7 separate regions of the Mus musculus genome follow, and regions 2, 3, 4, 5, 6 and 7 are each linked to region 1. Evidence: chromatin contacts called from public Hi-C, HiCAR-type and HiChIP or PLAC-seq data. All regions are on one chromosome and are shown on one strand. Each heading gives the region's core, a stretch centred on a gene start, on an enhancer-like site or on the middle of the called end of the contact. The rest is flanking DNA. Distances are from core to core; before and after follow the strand shown.

What was found. A called contact is a pair of places that touch in the nucleus more often than the background predicts. HiCAR-type assays count read pairs that join an accessible place to other places. HiChIP or PLAC-seq counts read pairs in DNA pulled down with a chosen protein or histone mark.
Region 2: an HNF4G HiChIP or PLAC-seq map of pancreatic cancer cells shows a contact between it and region 1. The contact joins the promoter of Acsl5 here to the promoter of Tcf7l2 in region 1. A contact is called at or near these places in 1 of 39 promoter capture datasets (the 3T3-L1 cell line), 1 of 484 Hi-C or Micro-C datasets (regulatory T cells), 3 of 115 datasets of contacts at active chromatin or transcription factors (bone marrow-derived macrophages, pancreatic cancer cells and thymic regulatory T cells) and 1 of 9 other capture datasets (adipose tissue).
Region 3: an H3K4me3 HiChIP or PLAC-seq map of embryonic limb bud shows a contact between it and region 1, with 5 times the contacts expected there. The contact joins the enhancer-like site here to the promoter of Tcf7l2 in region 1. A contact is called at or near these places in 9 of 39 promoter capture datasets (the 3T3-L1 cell line, 3T3-L1-derived adipocytes, HPC-7-derived erythroid cells and 6 more) and 9 of 115 datasets of contacts at active chromatin or transcription factors (the NIH/3T3 cell line, bone marrow-derived macrophages, craniofacial prominence and 6 more).
Region 4: a Hi-C map of 3T3-L1-derived adipocytes shows a contact between it and region 1, with 5 times the contacts expected there. The contact joins the enhancer-like site here to the promoter of Tcf7l2 in region 1. A contact is called at or near these places in 13 of 39 promoter capture datasets (the 3T3-L1 cell line, 3T3-L1-derived adipocytes, the HPC-7 cell line and 8 more), 1 of 15 datasets of contacts at CTCF or cohesin (the NIH/3T3 cell line), 5 of 484 Hi-C or Micro-C datasets (3T3-L1-derived adipocytes, the N1E-115 cell line, adipose-derived mesenchymal stem cells and 2 more) and 11 of 115 datasets of contacts at active chromatin or transcription factors (the NIH/3T3 cell line, acute myeloid leukemia, bone marrow-derived macrophages and 8 more).
Region 5: a contact with region 1 is called in a HiCAR-type map of fibro-adipogenic progenitors, with 3 times the contacts expected there. The contact joins the enhancer-like site here to the promoter of Tcf7l2 in region 1. A contact is called at or near these places in 9 of 39 promoter capture datasets (the 3T3-L1 cell line, 3T3-L1-derived adipocytes, cranial neural crest and 5 more) and 7 of 115 datasets of contacts at active chromatin or transcription factors (bone marrow-derived macrophages, craniofacial prominence, embryonic forebrain and 4 more).
Region 6: a FOXA1 HiChIP or PLAC-seq map of pancreatic cancer cells shows a contact between it and region 1. The contact joins the promoter of Zdhhc6 here to the promoter of Tcf7l2 in region 1. A contact is called at or near these places in 10 of 39 promoter capture datasets (3T3-L1-derived adipocytes, the C10 cell line, cranial neural crest and 5 more), 6 of 484 Hi-C or Micro-C datasets (CD4 T cells, double positive thymocytes, embryonic stem cells and 1 more), 11 of 115 datasets of contacts at active chromatin or transcription factors (bone marrow-derived macrophages, double positive thymocytes, embryonic forebrain and 6 more) and 3 of 9 other capture datasets (adipose tissue, liver and macrophages).
Region 7: a contact with region 1 is called in an H3K4me3 HiChIP or PLAC-seq map of forebrain, with 5 times the contacts expected there. The contact joins the enhancer-like site here to the promoter of Tcf7l2 in region 1. A contact is called at or near these places in 14 of 39 promoter capture datasets (the C10 cell line, the HPC-7 cell line, HPC-7-derived erythroid cells and 9 more), 1 of 15 datasets of contacts at CTCF or cohesin (the NIH/3T3 cell line) and 15 of 115 datasets of contacts at active chromatin or transcription factors (the NIH/3T3 cell line, bone marrow-derived macrophages, craniofacial prominence and 10 more).

The regions. Positions count from the first base shown.
Region 1 is chr19:55,740,450-55,743,123 of GRCm38.p6, reverse strand. Tcf7l2 (transcription factor 7 like 2, T cell specific, HMG box) reads right to left here and starts at 1,314. Exons shown (of 15, transcript NM_001331146.1): 1 at 594-1,314; 2 at 282-348; 3 at 1-51. The coding sequence starts at 782. It overlaps Gm31734 (predicted gene, 31734), which reads left to right. Exons shown (of 3, transcript NR_168128.1): 2 at 532-915; 3 at 2,434-2,674.
Region 2 is chr19:55,251,989-55,254,662 of GRCm38.p6, reverse strand. Acsl5 (acyl-CoA synthetase long-chain family member 5) reads right to left here and starts at 1,294. Exons shown (of 22, transcript NM_027976.2): 1 at 497-1,294.
Region 3 is chr19:56,219,806-56,222,479 of GRCm38.p6, reverse strand. No RefSeq gene overlaps it. Among named protein-coding and RNA genes, the nearest start is that of Gm32028, 43 kb to the right of the region's middle. Within about 2 kb of position 1,304, at least 25 of the 459 cell types and tissues checked have an H3K27ac peak or open chromatin away from gene starts, as enhancers often do.
Region 4 is chr19:56,201,359-56,204,032 of GRCm38.p6, reverse strand. No RefSeq gene overlaps it. Among named protein-coding and RNA genes, the nearest start is that of Gm32028, 25 kb to the right of the region's middle. Within about 2 kb of position 1,377, at least 28 of the 459 cell types and tissues checked have an H3K27ac peak or open chromatin away from gene starts, as enhancers often do. A contact at or near this core is called in 3T3-L1-derived adipocytes, the N1E-115 cell line and the NIH/3T3 cell line, where this site is marked.
Region 5 is chr19:56,168,302-56,170,975 of GRCm38.p6, reverse strand. All of the region lies in intron 1 of Gm31965 (a long non-coding RNA gene), which reads right to left. Among named protein-coding and RNA genes, the nearest start is that of Gm32028, 8.1 kb to the left of the region's middle. Within about 2 kb of position 1,330, at least 44 of the 459 cell types and tissues checked have an H3K27ac peak or open chromatin away from gene starts, as enhancers often do. A contact at or near this core is called in 3T3-L1-derived adipocytes and fibro-adipogenic progenitors, where this site is marked.
Region 6 is chr19:55,314,731-55,317,404 of GRCm38.p6, reverse strand. It overlaps Zdhhc6 (zinc finger, DHHC domain containing 6), which reads left to right and starts at 1,369. Exons shown (of 11, transcript NM_025883.4): 1 at 1,369-1,609; 2 at 2,633-2,674. It overlaps Vti1a (vesicle transport through interaction with t-SNAREs 1A), which reads right to left and starts at 1,348. Exons shown (of 8, transcript NM_016862.4): 1 at 861-1,348. The coding sequence starts at 954.
Region 7 is chr19:55,368,202-55,370,875 of GRCm38.p6, reverse strand. All of the region lies in intron 3 of Vti1a (vesicle transport through interaction with t-SNAREs 1A), which reads right to left. Among named protein-coding and RNA genes, the nearest start is that of Vti1a, 53 kb to the right of the region's middle. Within about 2 kb of position 1,300, at least 6 of the 459 cell types and tissues checked have an H3K27ac peak or open chromatin away from gene starts, as enhancers often do. A contact at or near this core is called in forebrain and oligodendrocyte precursor cells, where this site is marked.

The sequences.
Region 1 (2,674 bases), core at 65-2,564:
AGCCGGGATACGGTGGCCCCTTAAAGAGCCCTCCATCTTGCCTCTTGGCCGCTAACATGGCGGGGCGGCGGAGGGGACGGCGGCGGCCGCGCGGCGCGGGAGAGAGCGGGAGAAACTTTTTAGCAAGTGTCCCCCCGAGGGCCCGCGCGCGTCCCCGGGGCCCGGCCGGCGCGGGAACTCGGGTAGGGTGGGTGGGGAGTGGGGCGAGGGCACCCGCCAGGCCGACCCCGGGGAGGGGGAACGCAACCGCGCGGTTTTGGGGGCGCGCGGGGCGCACTCACCTTCTTCCAAACTTTCCCGGGATTTATCTCGGAAACTTTCGGAGCGAGGCGGAGGCCGTCTTTCCGCCTTCCCGGAGGGGCGAGGTGGGGAGGGCGAGGGGCGATAGCCGCGCCGAGGGGGTGCGGGAAGGGAGGGTCGGCGGAGAAAGGGGTGCAGAAAAACACGGTTACAAGTTTTCGCAGCCAGCAGCCCGGGCCACCGTCCGCGCCGCCCGCAAGCCCGACCCGCCTCGCCTCGCTCGCCTTCCAGCCCCGCTCTCCCGGCCCTGGAACCGGCTGGAGCCACCCGCCAGCCCGAGGGGCTCTTCCTACCTCGGAATCGGAGGAGCTGTTTTGATTCGTCTCTGATTCATTGACCAGCGAGGACTTGACATCGGCTAAATCCCTTTCCGCCGAGGAGTTTTCCGAGTTCTTCTCCTCCTGCTCGCCTTCGTCTTTGAAGGAGATCAGCTCGTCGTTAGCGCCTAGGTCATCTCCTCCACCGCCGTTCAGCTGCGGCATTTTTCACCCACCAGCAGCAGCAATTTTGGAAGAAAAATGAAGGAGGAAAAAAAGCAAAAAAAAAAAAAAAAAAAAAAAAAAAGTTTTGCGAGTCCCCCCCAAAAAAATACTGCAAGAAAAAGACGAGTCCAAGGTTAACTTTTTTTTTTCCTGCTTTGGGGTCTTTCTCTCCTGGGGAGGGGAAAAGAGGGAGGAGGGGAGGGGAAGGGGGGAGATCTTCTGCACGCGTGAGTTTGGGTTTCTTTTTTTCTCTCGTTCCCAAGGATCCGATCAATGTGCAAAAAAAAAAAATAATAATAAATAAAAAAGGGGGTAAAAAAAACAACAACAACAACAAGAAGAAGTCAGATATAAGAGCAAAGGGGGGGGAAGCCGAAGACACCGAAGGATCTCGTGCCGCTCGGATTTGAGTGAGTTGAAGTTAGACTGAGCTTTTCAGTTCAAAGGCGGCGCTGATTGACAGATAGAAAAAGGGGGATCGAAATCCGGAGGAACGGAGTAGTCTGGGAGCGGAGATTATTGACAGGGCGAGAGGAACACACTCGCCTTAATGAGATGCCAGGGGGCGGGGCCTCCCCGGTGACGTGTGCATAAATAAACAGCCGGGGTGGGCGGGGCGGGGGCGGCCAACAATGATCCTTTGGGCGCCGGGAGAGGGAGCGGGGCGGGCCGGGGCCGCGGGAGGCGCGCGGGGTGCGGCCTGTGCTCAGCGTGCGAGCCGGGCGCCCGGACGGTGCGGGCCTCGCTCCTGGAGGGGGCGGGTTCCGAAAGACAATGCGGACCGGGAGAGGAGGGGAAGGGGGTGGCAACCCAGTCCGGAATCTGAGCCGGGGAAGGCGGAAGGAAAGCCCACTTGGGGGGCGGGGATGGGGAGAGGCCCAGAAAAAGTGTTAGCCAAGAAGTCCTGAAGATGGGGTCCAGGAGGGGAGGACTATGGGACACAAGGACGGGGTGCTCAGTGGTTAAGTCCCCGATGAAGTCGGCCGCACTGGGGCGGGAAAAGACACGACTGGTCCAAAAGAAGGCTTACCTCTCTTGCTCTGAGAGAACCAGGGGAAGCAGAGAGGCTGGGCCATCTACAGGGAGGGTAAGGCTCCCCTCCCTTGGCTTGTTTAATGACAGTGAATCATGTCATTCAATGTAAAGTCCCACTAGGTTAAATATGCCAAGAAGGCGTTTTATCCAAGAAAACAAATTGTCTGGGGTATTAAAAATATCCTTAAGGAAAATGTAAAGGTTTTTTTTTTATTTTTTTAACTGACGTTGGAAGTAGGAAGTGATGTAGGATCCAAGTCCTTTGGAGGTGAAATGTTTGGGCGTTAACAGCTGCAGGGAAAAATAAAAGTGAAAGTTCACCAAGCCCTGGGGATGAGTAGAGCTGGAGTTTTTCTCCAAAGGGGACTGAGATGAAATGCCCTAAGGCTCTAGATGCTGAGGGCCCTGACAGGAGAAAGTCACCAAAGCTGGCCCAGAAGCCCTTGGGAAGAGGTGGGCAGCCTGGGAGTTGAGATGGGTGTTTGTTGGTTATTAGGCTCCAGTGAGGGCAAACCGATTTGCTATGAGGTGGTGGAGAAAATTATGTTAAAGGAGAAAGGTGGATCCCCAAACCGTGTTTCTGTCTGGTAGACTCAGAAGAGCCTTTCCCTTGCAGATAACCAATGAGAAGTGGACTGGGACGTCCAACGGGCAAGAGGAAGCAAAGAAAAAAGAAATCAGAAAGAATGAGTCAGTGGGGACTGGCAACTGCCATTAGGTGTGATGTTATCCTGAGGTCCACCACGTATTAAATTAACCCACCCTCCCCTTTAATAAGCTCATCTGTTGTAGATTTCCAAAAGTAACCAATTTACTGTGTAATATTTAGAGAATTTGGGGTTTCAACAAAACTGTTC
Region 2 (2,674 bases), core at 45-2,544, 490 kb after region 1:
CTCCTGCAGCCCCTTTTCAAGGCTCCCAAAACCCTTTAAGAGCATCTTAGGTCTAACCAGTGTTTATAGCTCTGAAAAGAGACCCAGCTTCATTCGGCCTGTATCTCCATCTCTTTGGACTGATTCCTTAGCTCTTACCATCAGAGGGAGTCAAAACTCAGTGAAAATCAGGGTTAACCCCCCACCCCCACCCCCCAGCCCACCCCAGGGAGCTATGCCGCCACGTGCTCGGGTCTGCCAAAAGGTCTCTGCTTGTATTCCACCCCTTAAGAGAAAGTCCCTCCCTGTGTCCTCTTCCTCCTTCCCCTCATCCCTCCTGATGCAGAGGAGCCCTCCACTCCCAGGCAGAGAGAGCATGGCGCGCACACGTGGAGGCACAGCAAGCTTTGAATTCCAAGCAGCTTCCTGAAGTGGGCAGGGAGGAGGGATTTGGGATGCCTCTGTCACGCGTGCAGGAGCCCCGTCCTAGGATCACACCCGGCTCCAGATCCCTTACCCTGGGAAGGGCCGCACGCACGCCTTGGAGCTTCCGAGTGAGGCTTTCTGGCTCCGGCTTCTTGCTGGCAGGAGAGCCTCGGTCCTCCCTTCCTCACCCCGGGCTTCTCCGCGGGCAGGGTGACTTCAGAGCGTCCATGCAGGCAGGCAGGCAGGCAGCCTGGCTAGTGGCCCCACTTCTGCCCTGCCCTGATCTGTCCCAGCCAGGCCATAGCCGGGCTTTCTGACATGCTGGTGCTGGGGACTTCACTTCCTGGTTTGGCTTTTTTTTCCCTCCTCCTTCACAACTGAAAGTGGAACCGCTTTTGACTAGGAGGAGACAGATATCCAAAGCTACCCTAGCCGGTTTTCAAAGCCTTTAACCTCAATCCCCAGGGGCTGAAACACGAGCCACCTTTGCATCAACACAGTCCACCTGCTCCCGCTGGTCCCACTAGCTCTTCTCCAAGATGAAAATCCAAATGAAAACGAGTTGAGGTGGCCCTGGGTTCATTGCCAGAGAAACGGAGGTGACGTTGTTCCCCGCTGCGTTCGCAGGACAGGAAAGTCCAGCTAGAGGGACCTCCGCCCTTAGGTTAGATGCAGCACGACTGTCTCTTTCTCTGTGTAGCTCCTTTCGCCAGTCCCCAGACCTCCCTGATTCAAAAAGCCAGGCACCTCTGCACCTCGCAGAGACAACAGAATAGATAAATAAGCCAGGAACCACGGGGGCAGAGAGCCATTCAGTTGAAGTGGCTCCCTTTCCGCAGACACACCAGCTCAGCTCCGGCTCTCACCCCGCCAAGTTTAAGGATGAAATGTGTTCTGTGACCCCTCTTACACCTCAGCATTATCCGGGTTCACAGTTGTCTTAATCGATCACCCTTTGAGGTTCTGGTCTCCCAGGGACACAAGGAGACCTCGGTCTCAGAATTGGAAGAGAGATGACAGGTTCTGCCCCCTCCCTCTCCCCCACTCCCGCTGCAACCTCACGACACGCAGAATCAAGTAGCATTTTCCCGGCCTTGATCCCTCCAAGGATTGACAGGAAGTTCAAGGTGAAGACTTCACTAGAGTGCTAGCCTACCTTAGGATTCCTTCTTTGTGCAGAGAGCACCCCATACCCACCCACCCCTGCTATAAAGACCAGGAAAAACAAACCGGTGCCACACCTCAGAGACCTGCAGGTCTGACCCCTTGGGAAGGACGGATAGAGGTGCCTCTAGCTTTTGTTTAATTTTGGAGCTCAGCTTCCCAGGAGACTTTTCTCCCCCCCCCCCCCGGCGTCCCCCCCCCCCCCAGGAAAACCTCAGGTGGGAAAGTGCATGCCAAGCCTCAGATGTCTATCTAGGATATCTATCTCTGGTTTCTAAGTCCTGTTTTATCCCATCTCCCATAGCAGGAGCACACCAACTAGTCTAATTGTTGTTTTTGACGTCATGGATCTCTAGAATTAAGTGTCCGTTTCAGCAAGGGCTGGGTCATTCTAAGATCTTGTTGTCTTGTCTTTCCATCCAGTTCCACCGCATGGTAATGACACTCTAAATGTTTCCCACATGGGGAGGATTCTGACATCGCCCAAGATTTCTATACGATGGAGCAGACCGTAGAGACAGACTAGGTCAACTATAGCTCTACCACTAGCTATACTAGTGGGTTAGGCATACTACTCCCCTTATAGGAGATGCTCCTAATGTCACCACATACCCTGCCTTTAGGATGCTTTCCAGACCCTAAGAGTGTCACAACCCGGAAGTCCTTCCTCCCTCCGGAGACATCAACAATTGTTAAGTGGCTCCTCTTAAGAATTTCTGAATGGAAGATGAAAGAAACCTGCATCCTTGCTCCAACTTTACCCTTTACAAAAGGCTTTATACCCTCACATTCTCTTCCAATTCTTTTGATTTTTTTTTCCTCTTCTAAGAGTCAAGTGGCTCAAATGTTTTCCTTTCAAATTGACATCTTTCTTTGCCTCCCACACAAGTGAGCTGAGAGATTATCACCCCTGTTATGAAAGAGCTTTAGTCAGGTTACAGATGAATACACACTCACTTTCTCCCCCGCCATATCTATCTACTCCCTCTAGCCCATAGGCCAGAGAAGGCAGCTTACCTCTTGAGAATGGTCACAGCAGCTAGGTTGAGGAATGGCTTCTCTTGCAGCTAGCTCTCTCTGTTCAGCACCACATGAAGCTGCCTCT
Region 3 (2,674 bases), core at 55-2,554, 480 kb before region 1:
GCCCCTTCTCTGTCCCCTCTAGATGAGCTGTCATATCTAAGGACCGGGCCATCCTGGTGTGGAGTTCCAGGTAACAAATAGAACCATTTAGGGTTTCAGTCTGTGAGTCCAGCCAGTAGTGCACATGCCCTGCAAATGCTAGTTAGGCAGGGGCACGCTTGCTCCAGGGTAACCTGAGAGCCATGCCTCTGGGACTGATGGAGCCTCTACTGCAGACCCAGCGGGAAGTAGCTCTGTCCCTGCAACCCCGACTGATGATTCCAGTGAAAACACATAGTAGCTTCATGCTGGTCTGTAGCTGGTGGTTCTTAAATTCTAAGTATTTGAGTTACTGAGGCAGGGGGACTGCAAGTTGAAAGCCTGAGCAACTTAAGGATACCTTGTTTTAAAAATAAATCTATAAAGGCTTTTAAATGATGGTGGGGGGTGTGATAAGGCTCAGTGGTGATTGCCAGCTTGTATAAGAGCCTGGGTTCAAGGCCCAGTGCCCCCAAAATAAATGGTAAAGATATTGGAAAGGGATTGGACACTTTCTACAAAGCAGACAGATGGGCCGGCTGGCTGGTGCTTCCAGGTTAGAACTCCTGAGTGTGGGGAAAGGAGATCTTTTCATCTTTCCTCTGAAGCTCCGTGTTCCAGGAGGTAGACTACCAGCCCACGGATATGGTCAGTTACTCGCCTCACCCTGTTTTCTTACTGCAAAATTAATCTGGCCTATGAACTCCTCGGCCGGCATTGGGAAAAGTGAGGTTGGGAAAGCAAAGCACAAACCCAGACCCGAATCTTCAAGGTTGCAGACGCAAAGATTATTATTATATATTTTTAATGTGTTTGGTAATGCTCTAGAATGGTTGAGAAGGCTAAAACCGCATGAATAACGAACGGTTCTCAGCCACTCTGGGGCATTCAGGGTAGCATTAGTCAGTGTGGTATGGGCTGGCCACACGGTAGGTGAGGTCCGGTGCTAGGGTCTGTTTAAGGGCTGGATTTGACTCTCTACCTGCAGCTCTGAGTTTGAGCTCCAAGCCTCCTCTGGGCTTTATCCCCTTAGATGTAGACAATAGCTCTGCTGGGCTCTGTGAAGAACCAAATCCTAAGGGGAAAGTGACCGTGTGAGCAGGCAAGCTGAACCCTGACGCCAGGATGAGAGAAAGAGCATCCCACAAGCAACAGGCCACAGGGTCACCAAGCACCGAATCTCATGTGGCCACACCACAGAAAGAACACCTTGCACACAGTCCCCAGTTCCAGGCTAGCAGCTGTAGCAACCCAGGTAGCCCTTCTGAGCGCTGGTCTCCTCTGCTCTCTGTGCACCTCCACAGCACAGCCATGTCGGGAATGTCAATCAGAGAAAGGCCAAAACAACAACGCAACAAAACAAAAAGCCAGGCTCGGCTCCCCAGCCTGTGATTGAGCCCTCAAGGGTTGCCTGCTAATCACCACAGAGGGAGAGAAGTTCCCGAGCCCACGCCAACCCCACTGCTCGAGTGCAGACACAGAAGTGCCTCCCCACAAGCACACTGGATCCTCTCGCTTTGTTCCCTAGAGCTCAGACTCCAGGGCTGCTCGGAAAGATCTGGGAGCTTGCAGAGCATTGTGGGTACTGGCATGCAAATGAGGAGCACAACCAAGCCGTCCCACATTGCTTCAGAGGACTTGAATTTTTTATGGTCTGTATGCGCTTTTTGATGTTTTCATTGTCTCCCAGCATAACTGATATGCATTCCGACTCTGACAACCAGGAGTGGTGGTGGGGGTTTTTCTTTCTTCTTTTTCTTTCCTAGGAGCTGGTCGTCTATACCTCAAAAAATTATGTATGTATATTATAAGGAAACAAAACAGCAGCAGCAACAGTAGCAACAGAAAACCTACTCCAACGTATGGAGGCTACCTCACTTACAGGAGCACAATCTAGAAAGAAGGAAACTGGAGGTAGTGGGCCTGGTTCTTAACGTAATGGCGGTCAGTGGGGAAGAATCCTTCCTTATCCCCACCTCTTCACATGTCTGCACTTGCTTAGTAAAGTTGGACACACAGAGAGAAAGACACATAGATACATGCACAGAGACACATACAGAATCACACTGACACACACACAGAGACACATACACACACAGACACACACAGATACACACACAGACACCCACAGACACACGTACAGATACACACAGAGACACATATAGCCAAACACAGAGTCATACAGAAACACATTTAGACACACACAGACACATACAGACACACACAGATACACATGGACACACATACACACAGAGAGACACATAATAGACACATGCACAGACATACAGAAACACATAAAGACACACAGACACATACAAAAACACAGACATACAGAAACATATAGACACACAGACACATACAAACACACAGGGACACACACAGAGACACACACACAGACACATAGACATACAGAGACACACAGACATACAGAGACACATATAGATACAGACACACAGACATACAGAGATACATATAGACACACACAGAGACATACAGAAACACATACAGACACACAGACACATACAAATGCACAGACATACAGAAATACATATAGATATACAGACACATACAAACACACAAGACACACACAGAGACACACACAGATACACACACAGACACACACACAGACACATATAGACACACACAGAAACACATA
Region 4 (2,674 bases), core at 128-2,627, 460 kb before region 1:
ACTGTTTCAAACTCGTACCAGAATTACTTATCTGAACCAAGTCCATTGTACCAGCCAAGACAGACTAAGTCGTGCTAACGAAACAACAGCTTCCCAGTGCGGGAACACACCCTAAGAAACATAACGCTTTTTCTCGGTTTTTATTTGTGGACATACTCCAAGTCCATCCCATATTGGTAGCGGGAATCATGGAGCCAAGTAGACTGATGGAGCTACCATCATATCAAATAGTCCGAATTTCAAACAGCCGAGGAAAGAATTTCGGATGTCTAGCTTCAGATGTGAAAGGCACATGGGTCATTTCTGCGCAAAGTCATTGGTCAATCTAACCACAACCGGAGTGGGAGGAGCTGTGTCTGGAGGAGGGTGTTCATTCTCTTTACTCCTGTCCTCTAGTACTAGCTGCTTCATTCTATCTTCCGGAAGGATGTTCCGTAACCCACAGCCGGCTTTCCTGGAAGATGTAGTGTTCTTCCTGGGGATATGGGGATGGGAGAAACAGACAGCCTATATAAACTCCAGAGCTAACCACAGGAAGCCCCGGACCAGCTACATGTGCGCTGTGGACCCCGCTCTGACACTCGGGACCGGGCACCCTTTTGAGTTTCTCCCTTTTTGAGCTATGGGCCCAGCAGGCCTGGGGCAATGTTTCAGGAGAGGTCTCTAATTTTTGTATCTAGCATCTGCTTCATGCCTAAAGAAGTAGAGTTCTTGGACCCTGCTGTTGACCCCCGGGGGAAACTAAGTAAGCAGTTTGATACCCCATTTTTCTTAGTCCCAGGCTCTCTTTTGTGTTACATAACTGTGGTTGTCAGGTTCAATCTGATTATTTCGCTGGGTAGACTAGCAAGCGTTTGGATGAATTGTCCCTTGCCCCTAAGCTCAAATGCTCATATTTTCAGTTCAGTGCGCAGAAGGCCCTCACAGGGTCCAATCTGGGTTTCTTTTTCCTTTTCTTTTTCTCCCTCCTTCCTATTCTTTCCCTCCAGTAATATTCACAGCATTTCCCATTCTCTTTTGGAAGCAGTCTCAGTCTGTAGCCCAGGCTGGCCTCGGACTGGCGCCAGTCCTCTTGCTTCAGCAGCATTCATGCTGGGATTACAGATGACACAATCACGTCCGGCTTTCCAGTTTTCTGTTTCTGTCATAATTTATCATCCTGTTTCCCAACCCCTTCCTTTAGAGACCTGGTCCCTGTGGATCTATAACTTCTAGGAGAGCTGGGGAGTGGGGGTGGGGGTTGAGACTGTGTGTACCAAGTTCAATTTCCACACCTTGATGGTTTTACCCAAGGCAGCCTCCATGGGCGGGCAGAGCAGGAGTGGGTGGGCAGACCTGCTCATTCATGGCTCTGTGATTGCGAGTGTGCAACCCTGCAGCCCTGAGTCACACTGACAGATCGCCTGTCTGGACTTTGTTTATTTAGAATGCTGCAGACACCCAGAGGCTGAGGATGAACAAGCATCCGAATGTTATGTTGTCACAATGCAGTCTCCTTGGGCATATCAAGTGCCAGCTCCATCTAGAAACCCAAGGGACCACAATCTGGACTCCCTAACCAACAGGTACAATCATTTCAGATCAATATTTTAGTGTGGTATTATCCAGTTTGTGATCAAAGCTTTCAGAGGCTGAGAGGAATTCTCATGTCCAATCTGGAATTCTTAGAGCCTCAAGTCCTCATCAGGACAGGCTGATCTGTAGGCATGTTTGGGTTCTGTTGCTTTTTTCCTGAGCTGGGTCCAAGATGTTGCCCTAGATGTGAGAGCCTCTCCTTGGCAGACTTTGACAGAGCATGCTGTCAGAAGAGTCCTAAGAATTAAAAGAGGGTTTTCTTGTGTTCTTTTCAGGAAATAAATGTAAAAGATTCAAAACTGTGTTCACACAAATTTTCCTCTGCTGATGTCCAGCTGGGGAAAGATGGGAGAGGAACAGAGAGAGAGAGAGAGAGAGAGAGAGAGAGAGAGAGAGAGAGAGAGAGAGAGAGAGAGAGAGACCTGGGCTTGATTTGCTAAAGGATGGAGCTGGGGACCACCTTGCTCTGGCCTGGAGGTGCCACAAGATGGCAGCATTTCTGAATCTTCTCAGTGCTCAGGGGGCCAGCCTGCAGGGCACAGGGCTGCCTTGGCCTGACCTGTCTTCCCTGCATTAAGAAGTATTAAGAGGTCCAACCAGAACATCTGCTTGAAGGGCTGGATATCCACAGTCCAGCTCTCTCAACAACATCAACTCAGTGGCCATGTGGACCCTACATTGGATTGACTTAGTTTTTTAAAGAAACTGCCTTTTGGCCAGCTGTTGTACAAAGCTAAGGAACTCTGGGGTGCATTAGGAAGCACAGCCTTTGAGCCTCAGTCTGGGCACTGAGGGCTCCATCAACTGTCTGGCATCAAGGCCAGAAGCCCTGCTCTTCCAACCTCCAACACCAGGATCTAACAGCCTAACAGGCAGTTTTGTCAAGGCAACCCTTCTTGGTGTGTATCCTGGACAGCTTACTCACTTACTCGCTTGTAAATCAACATTCATTTGGCAACTTTTGAGCCAGAGTCTCCAGGGAAACAGAGTAAAGCTCTTCCATCATGGAATCTGCATCTCGGATGTGCCGCTGGAGGCCAAGTTCATGAAACTTTGTTGCGAAGGGTCTTGTAGGGTGATGACTGGGACTCTAGAAGCC
Region 5 (2,674 bases), core at 81-2,580, 430 kb before region 1:
ACAAAGGGCATGAAAGGCTTGCCCTCTCTGGACCCGTATACCCCAGAGCTGCAGCAGCAGTGTCCTTTCCTGGAAATGCCCCTTGGCATGAACTATAGTAGGTGTTCACTATGCACCTGTGTATCTAGTTCAGCTGTCAGAATGCTTGCCTCGTATGAGCAATGCCTTGAGTTGTTCCCAGGGCTGCGTATACCAGGTGTGGCAATTGTGGGTTTAACATCGGAAATCCTGTCTATAAGGAGCTGCTCCTGACCTAACTGGGTCTGCTGGTCACCCTCCCCACATCTCCCCTTTTCCATCTGGGTCAGAAGAACAATGTGGGCGTGAATCTTGATTCTAGTAAGCAGAGCTGTCTTTGTGTGGCTAAAACAGATTATTTGAAACTGGGTAACACATCAAGACTCGGGCGTTTGTTTGTTTGTTTGTTTGTAAACTAGTTTTGGAGGCTGAGAAGTATCTTTTCAATTTGTGGTGAGGGAAAGCCTACAGGCCAGATGTGTGTATAAGATAGAGGACATAGCCCTGTCTCCCTTTATAACAACCTGCTCTGTTGGTAGCTGATCCAGCCCTGACGGAGGAGACACTGGTTCACTCTTGAGGGTCTTTGTTCCCATGACCCGAACATACCCCAACATGTCCCAGCACTGAGGACTTAGTAAACTCTTGGGGACACATCTGAACCACAGTATGGACCTTATCCTTCTCACGCATGGAGGGCGAATCTCTTAGCTTCTCTGAGCCTGGGTTTCCTCATCTGTACAGAGGAGAGTGGCCATCTGCGTCCTGTGATGCTGTGAGGATCTGATGAGTGAGTGTGGATGCTACTCCCTGCAGAGCAGCCACAGGGGCTCAGAGGATCTCTCATTACTGACAGTTCTCACACAGGAGTCAAGACTACAGGATGTGTGCCCTAAGAGTTAGTTTTACTTCCTCTTCCTTTTGCATCTTCTTTTCTTCCTTTGCCTCTCGGGCACTCCCCCCTGCTCTCCAACTCTGCCCTACTGATTCACCCGCTCCCTGGCCAGGACACATGATGCTGTTTCTTCCACTGTACATTATTCATTTCTTGGCAGGCAATGCTGTGCTCATAAGAATTAACATTTGGGTTTTATTTACTGGCTCCCAAAGTGCCAGGATAGCATGGGGGATTCGGTTGCACAAACTCTCTTGATGGGAAATCAATGACAAATTGAAAAGGGGCAGGGGGGCCTGAGGATCAAACAGCATATTATTCCAAATCCTTGTTTGGAAACTCAGCCCCAACTGATTTAGTGCCCAAAGTGGTGGTGGGAAGGGGCTTGGTCTCCTTGGTCCCTCCCTGACCACCAAACTGAACAGTTAGACCCGTTCCCAAGTCTTACACGAGATTAGTCACAGGATATTTCCTTTTAAATCCAATGGAATGTTTTCCTAAATCAGACAAGACTTTTCCAGTGTTTATGGCTGTTTTTCTGGAATTCCTTTTGGCTCTAGGGGGGATTTTAAAATTAAATACATTTCCTTTTGGTGACCCAAGGGCCTAAGTGGAGAGGGATGAGACCCTAGATTTGGGCCAGCAGTAACTTGTCAAACTTATTCCAAGAAGACTCCCCCATTTGGCCAGCCTTCTGGAGCACCTGCAGCTTGCTATGGTGGCCAGGCCAGGCAGCTTATCCCTGCAGGCTTTCCTTCTGTGATCTGGCCTGCTGTTTACCACAGGAAGCAGAAGATGCAAGATGAATGTGCTGTGGAATTAAAGTGAGCCTGAGCCATTTGGAAGAGAGGTGGAAGTGTCCTTCCATAGCAGCAGGGCCTCCTCTCTGCCCGAGTCATGGCTAAACATGTGGAATTCTTGGCAAAGCACTGTGGTCAAGAGGTTGCAGGAGTCTCCTGGAAGGGTGGGCTGCATTTGATTTGACTTCATGAAGATGAACGGCTGAGAAGAGTGATGATTAGAAATGATGAAGATGTGGTCATGCCTTAGAGATGGGGTCATGCCATGGAGATGTGGTCATGCCATGGAAATGTGGTCATGTCTTGGAGATGGGGTCATGCCATGAGCATGGTTAACTGCCCTGTTTACAAACACACTGTTCTCCAAAGGCCTCAATGTCTTTCCAGAAGAAGAACAAACTCCTAAAGGGGTAATTTTCCATTATTATAACTTCAAGTGAGTTCTACATTAATTAAGAATTTCTGTCTCTTGGGCAGTGGTGGTGCACGCCTTTAATCCCAGCACTTGGGAGGCAGAGACAGGCCGATTTCTGAGTTTGAGGCCAGCCTGGTCTACAAAGTGAGTTCCAGGACAGGCAGGGCTACACAGAGAAACCCTGTCTCAAAAAACCAAAAAACCAAACCAAAACAAAAAAGCATTTCTGTCTCTTTCTTTGCTCACCAAAACCACAAAGCAAAACAACAAGAAGCATGGATTCGACTAAAACAAGATTACATTTGAAATCTAGTTTCAGGAACTAATTAGTTATGTGTGCTTGAATAAGTAACTTAATGTCACCTGTTCTAGTTCAAGTTTCTATTGCTGTAATGAAAAGTCATGACCACAAAAACAAGTTGGAGAAGAAAGAGTTTATTTGGCTTATACTTCCACACTGTAGAACATCATTGAAGGAAGTCAGGACAGGAACTCAAACAGAAGCCCATGGAAGGATGCTTCTTACTGGTTTGCTCTTCATGACTT
Region 6 (2,674 bases), core at 120-2,619, 430 kb after region 1:
AAAAAAAAAAAAAAATCTGAGCCCTTAGAAAAGAAATGTCAAGAAAATCAGACAAGGCTCCCACCTTCCCACTGTTGACAACCTAGCATGCAGGGTAATACCTGGAGGATGCTGAATTGTAAAAGTGAGCAAAGTTGTCCTGTACGAAGTTTCATATAAAACTGGGTTATAGATACCCAAGAAAGATGAGAATCACAGAATCAGGGCAGAGGTCTGAAAAATAGGAATCCTAACAAGAGCTAAGACACAGGGCTTCACAGCTGCGTATCAGTTAATCTTCACAACCGCCCTGAGAGAGGTACGAGTCTCTCGAACCAAGAAGGAAGTTTTGAAGGATAACGAAAACTTGCCTAGGAGACAACTTCTAAGTGGCAAGGGTTAGACTTGAATTCAGGCATCCTAGCTCGTCATTCTAGTGTGCCACGAATAAGGATAACAGAATTATTGACTAAAACGACAACGCTGCTGCTGCATTTACAGATCCACAATCTTGATACTTTCACACAGTTCCTTTGAATACTCATATTTTACAAAAGATAAAAAAAGATAGAAAAAAAAAAAGAAAAGGAAAAAAGAAGAAATCAAGATGCAGAGCAATGTTTCCAAGGCTATACAAGCTTTTAAAAAGCGGTGGGGTAGGAAACAGGCGCCACCCCCCCAAAATGGTTTCCACGCAGAAGGTGCTTTGCATTTGAAGCACATTTAATGCCAATCACAACCTACTACCCAGAACGCACCCCTCCCCGGGCCGCCAGCACCACCCACAGCAGCCTCGCGCCAGCGAGCCCCGCGTGCCCAGGCGGCGTTCCGCGGCCCCCGGCTCTCCAGGCCGCCCCCGCCCGGCCGGGCAGGGTACTCACCGGGAGGGAGCCGAGGGACCCTTGCAATCTTGCTGGTGATCTCAGCAGTGAGCACTGCGAAGTCCTGCTCGTACCCTTCGAAGTCGGAAGACATGGCAGCTCGGGCACGGCCGGCCGGAGCCGGGTTCTAGCGCTCAGAGCGGGACTCGCCAAGGGCGCCCGGCCTCGGCGCAGGGACCCTGTGAAGAAGTCTCCACAGCACAGCGGGAACCGGGAACAACTCCCAGCCCTGCCGCTTCCTGGTTGCTCTACGCAGTCCTTGTCCTCCGGAAACTGCGCTGCCTGCGCCTTTTCCTTTCCACCCAAATCTTCGAACGTAAAACTAAAGAAAAAGTTCACTTTCGGTGACCCCTAAAAAAAAAAAAAGACTACGAAAGCCCACATGCTCTCGGGTATCACAGAATACACGTCCCCCACACTGCAGCTCCAGAGAAACGGCTGGAGCGCCCCCAAACTCTAAGTTGCAGGCGCGGGCTTTCCGAGGGAAGATTGACGCCGCGCACCGACCGGAAGTGGCTGTGGCGGAGCTTGCGCCGAGGACCCGAGCGGGAGGCTCACGGCGGCCGCGTGAACCAGAGACGCGCGGGTCCGAGTTCCCCGCGCAGGTCTCGCCGTCAGGGTTCGCATTCGGCTTGCTCAGACTGAAGCGCTCATGACAGAGCTATAAGGAGGAGAAAATCTGTTCCGCTGAGCCCGGGCCGTCCCGGAAATGCGATGGCTGTGGAGCGGGCACCGGAGACCAGACTGAGGTGGGAGTCACCGCAGGGGGTGCAACCCGCTTACGAGGCGGTCTTCGCCTCGACCTAGTCGACCCAGCATCTCCAAAATATCGAGCCCAGACCTCGCTTAATAAGACGTTTGTCCTGTGAGTGAAGATCCCAGAGCATCCCGCACCACTACATGGGCGGGAAACTGAGGCAGGCACCGACCGGGCTGGCGCATCTGCTCCGTGGGAATCCGTTACGCATACGTCATACCCATGTGTCATAGGTCTTTTCCCGGCTCATTTCACTCCATTCAGAACTCAGGTCTACAACTATTCCCCGTGCGTGCCTTCTTCCCTTCTCCCTCGGCCCCGGAGGGAATTATCCCCCCCCCCCCGCCCGCTTAAATCCACTCTGTGCTCGTTCTCGTGCACTGCTTCAGTTGTGATTTTTCGCGCACACACATGCGGCCTTCTCGTTTTAATCTCACCCTTCTTCCTGTACCTTTAACCCCGATCGATTGCTAATGTTGGCGCTTGGGAGAACAAGTGCCCAGTTATTAATACACAAAGTATTATATGCGTAGAGCATGTCACAGTTAATTCACAACTCGTTGGGAGGCAGTTTAGAACGTCCTAAAAAAGAAGTTTGGTGCTTCTATTCTGGACTTAGCTGTTACTTGTGACCTTGGTCGGTCGATATAATCACAGTCTCTCTAAGCCAGTTTCTGTTCTAGGAAGAATTAGATACGTGATAATTAGATAAGACCCTGCTTCTCAGCTCCCTAAGTCTTTGTTCTCTCTAACGATCCACTAAGCTAGGAGTAGTCGATCCTTTCTGGCACTTTGAACAGAAGAGGAAAACTGTTTAATATGTCCGGTTTTCGTGCACTTCAAGCTCGGACTGTATTCTGGATAGGTCCAAAGTAATTATTTTTGTTCTCGATAAGAGGTGAACTCCACACTAGTGTGCTTTCGAGGTGCTGAGTCAAGTGCTCCTTGGAGTTAAATATTAAATAAATGGCATATGGACTTTCTAAACGGAGTTTTCCCATCTTGTTTTCTTTAGGCTGTGTTTCAAATCAACCTATATTCTCCTGTGAGATACAGA
Region 7 (2,674 bases), core at 51-2,550, 370 kb after region 1:
TACTGTTATGAATCATAATGCAAATATCTGATATGCAGGATATTTGATATGTAACCCCAGAAGGGCCACAGCTCACAGGTCGAGAACTGTTGCCCTAAGGGTGTCTCTAGCTCAGCAGTCCTGTGGCATTATCTTTCTTCTGTATCCATTCCTCCTGTTTTCCTTTACTCAATAGCTAGTGATGTCCTGCACATGATACTCTAAGATAAACACAGGAAAATGACCTCGGACTTTCCTTTACTTCTCCAATCTGTCAAGTAGCAGGCTGTAGCAATTAAACCCTGATGTTTTAGAGTATCTACCTGGGCTCTTTAATGTATTTCAAGGATGTCTGTTAGCAATTCCTTCTTCATAACTGTGGCTATCACACATTTTATCCTTTTTTTAAAAAATGGTATGAATTACATTTGGGAGATACTTCTAGAGGAAGACTCGTGTTTTAAGGGAGAGGTAAGTCTAAGTCAGCAGGGAACAAGTTTCACCTCTTCATCTAGGGAAGAAACAGAGCCTCCTTCAACCCCATCTCAAGTAGAACATCACAGCTACAGAAGAGTCACAGCCTAAGATGTAACTGATTTCAAAATAACAATCTTAAAACCGAAAGAAAATTCATTCGGCAAAAGCCAATGTGCTATGGGAAAATGCTAAGCAACTCTACGCTACCAACTTTAGAAAGCAATACCACGTTCCTCTTTAATTTCAAGTCTAGGAACATCCCCTATCTGCTATAACTACCCTCATGAGTTAGCTATCCTGTTTTGATTACGAAGGAGCAGAAAGCCCACTGTTTCATATGAGACAATACACGCACATATTTCCCTCTGTGTGACTTGCAGACCCCAGGAATATGGATTACCTCTGCTATCTGCATGAAAAAGCTTTGCTACAATCCTGGCATTCAGGTTGCTTTTATCTCTGAGACCCCAAATTGTACTGTTAGGCAACCGAGGGCACTTATCCAGATTGAACCGTCAGACAAATAGATGTTTGTCAGCCATTCAATTTGTATTGGGGAGTATGCCAACAAAAACAAAACCCAGCAATTTAAAACAACAAATCCACCCTCTACTGACAAGAACAAATTGCTGTGTTTCAAATGAATAAGAATTACAATAGATCACACATCCTGAATGGAGGTGCTTCAGAAAGAAAAATATTCTTAGAACTAATATTGCCTGTTTTTTTTCTGGCAGTAGTGAACATCAAGCAAGCATGCAGCATGCTTAAAATGAAGAAATATAAGAGAACAAGCAGGAATTAAATGTCATCAGAGTACAGCTCTCCAGCGAGGTTCAAAGGCAGCATTCAGTGGCTACAGGAGGTGACATGGTGCTGTATTGTAAGCTTGTTCTCAGCCTGTGGTCTATCTAGAAATGGAGCTGCTGCTGCTGCTAGCAAACAATCAGGGGAGCGGGACCATCATTTTGAGCCTAAACTGACTCTAGCTCTGTATTTTCAATGTCCACAAAAACAAACAAAAGCTTTAGTGAACTGACCTCACTACAGTTACAATGTCTCAGACAACTTGGAAGCATGTGCAGAGGTGATTTACTCAAAACTGATGTTAATCCTAAATATTAAAGTGGTTAATAAGCAATTACATACAGCAACAAATCTTTAGGAATAAAACGAATGTTTATTTCCCTAGCAATAATCTGAGCAGTTTAGCATCTCGCTCTACGGTGTCCCTTACACCACATCATTATTCAGGATCTATTGCAGCTGCTCCTGCATTCTGGATCTAGTGCAGCTGCTCCTGCATTCTGGATCTAGTGCAGCTGCTCCTGCATTCTGGATCTAGTGCAGCTGCTCCTGCATTCTGGATCTAGTGCAGCTGCTCCTGCATTCTGGATCTAGTGCAGCTGCTCCTGCATTCTGGATCTAGTGCAGCTGCTCCTGCATTCTGGATCTAGTGCAGCTGCTCCTGCATTCTGGATCTAGTGCAGCTGCTCCTGCATTCTGGATCTACTGCAGCTGCTCCTGCATTCTGGATCTAGTGCAGCTGCTCCTGCATTCTGGATCTAGTGCAGCTGCTCCTGCATTCTGGATCTATTGCAGCTGCTCCTGCATTTTGGATCTACTGCAGCTGCTCCTGCATTCTGGATCTAGTGCAGCTGCTCCTGCATTCTGGATCTACTGCAGCTGCTCCTGCATTCTGGATCTAGTGCAGCTGCTCCTGCATTCTGGATCTAGTGCAGCTGCTCCTGCATTCTGGATCTACTGCAGCTGCTCCTGCATTCTGGATCTAGTGCAGCTGCTCCTGCATTCTGGATCTAGTGCAGCTGCTCCTGCATTTTGGATCTAGTGCAGCTGCTCCTGCATTTTGGATCTAGTGCAGCTGCTCCTGCATTCTGGATCTAGTGCAGCTGCTCCTGCATTTTGGATCTACTGCAGCTAGCCCTGCCTCCGCATTCTGGATCTAACTGCTCCTTCAGTGAGACTCAGTTCTGGAATTGAAGAAACATCAACTACTGTGAAAGAAGTCATTAAACATGGGAATTCAGCCTTTCACACTTGAAATAGAAAATGAGTTTCCAGGGCAACAAATTCAACTATGTCCATATAGTTAGTTTTATTATATAAAACTCTTCAAGTAAAAATATTTACATTCTGAAATTGAGGGGTTTTTTTTTCTATTAAAATCATGTCATAACACCATGATAAATCTTGTAAG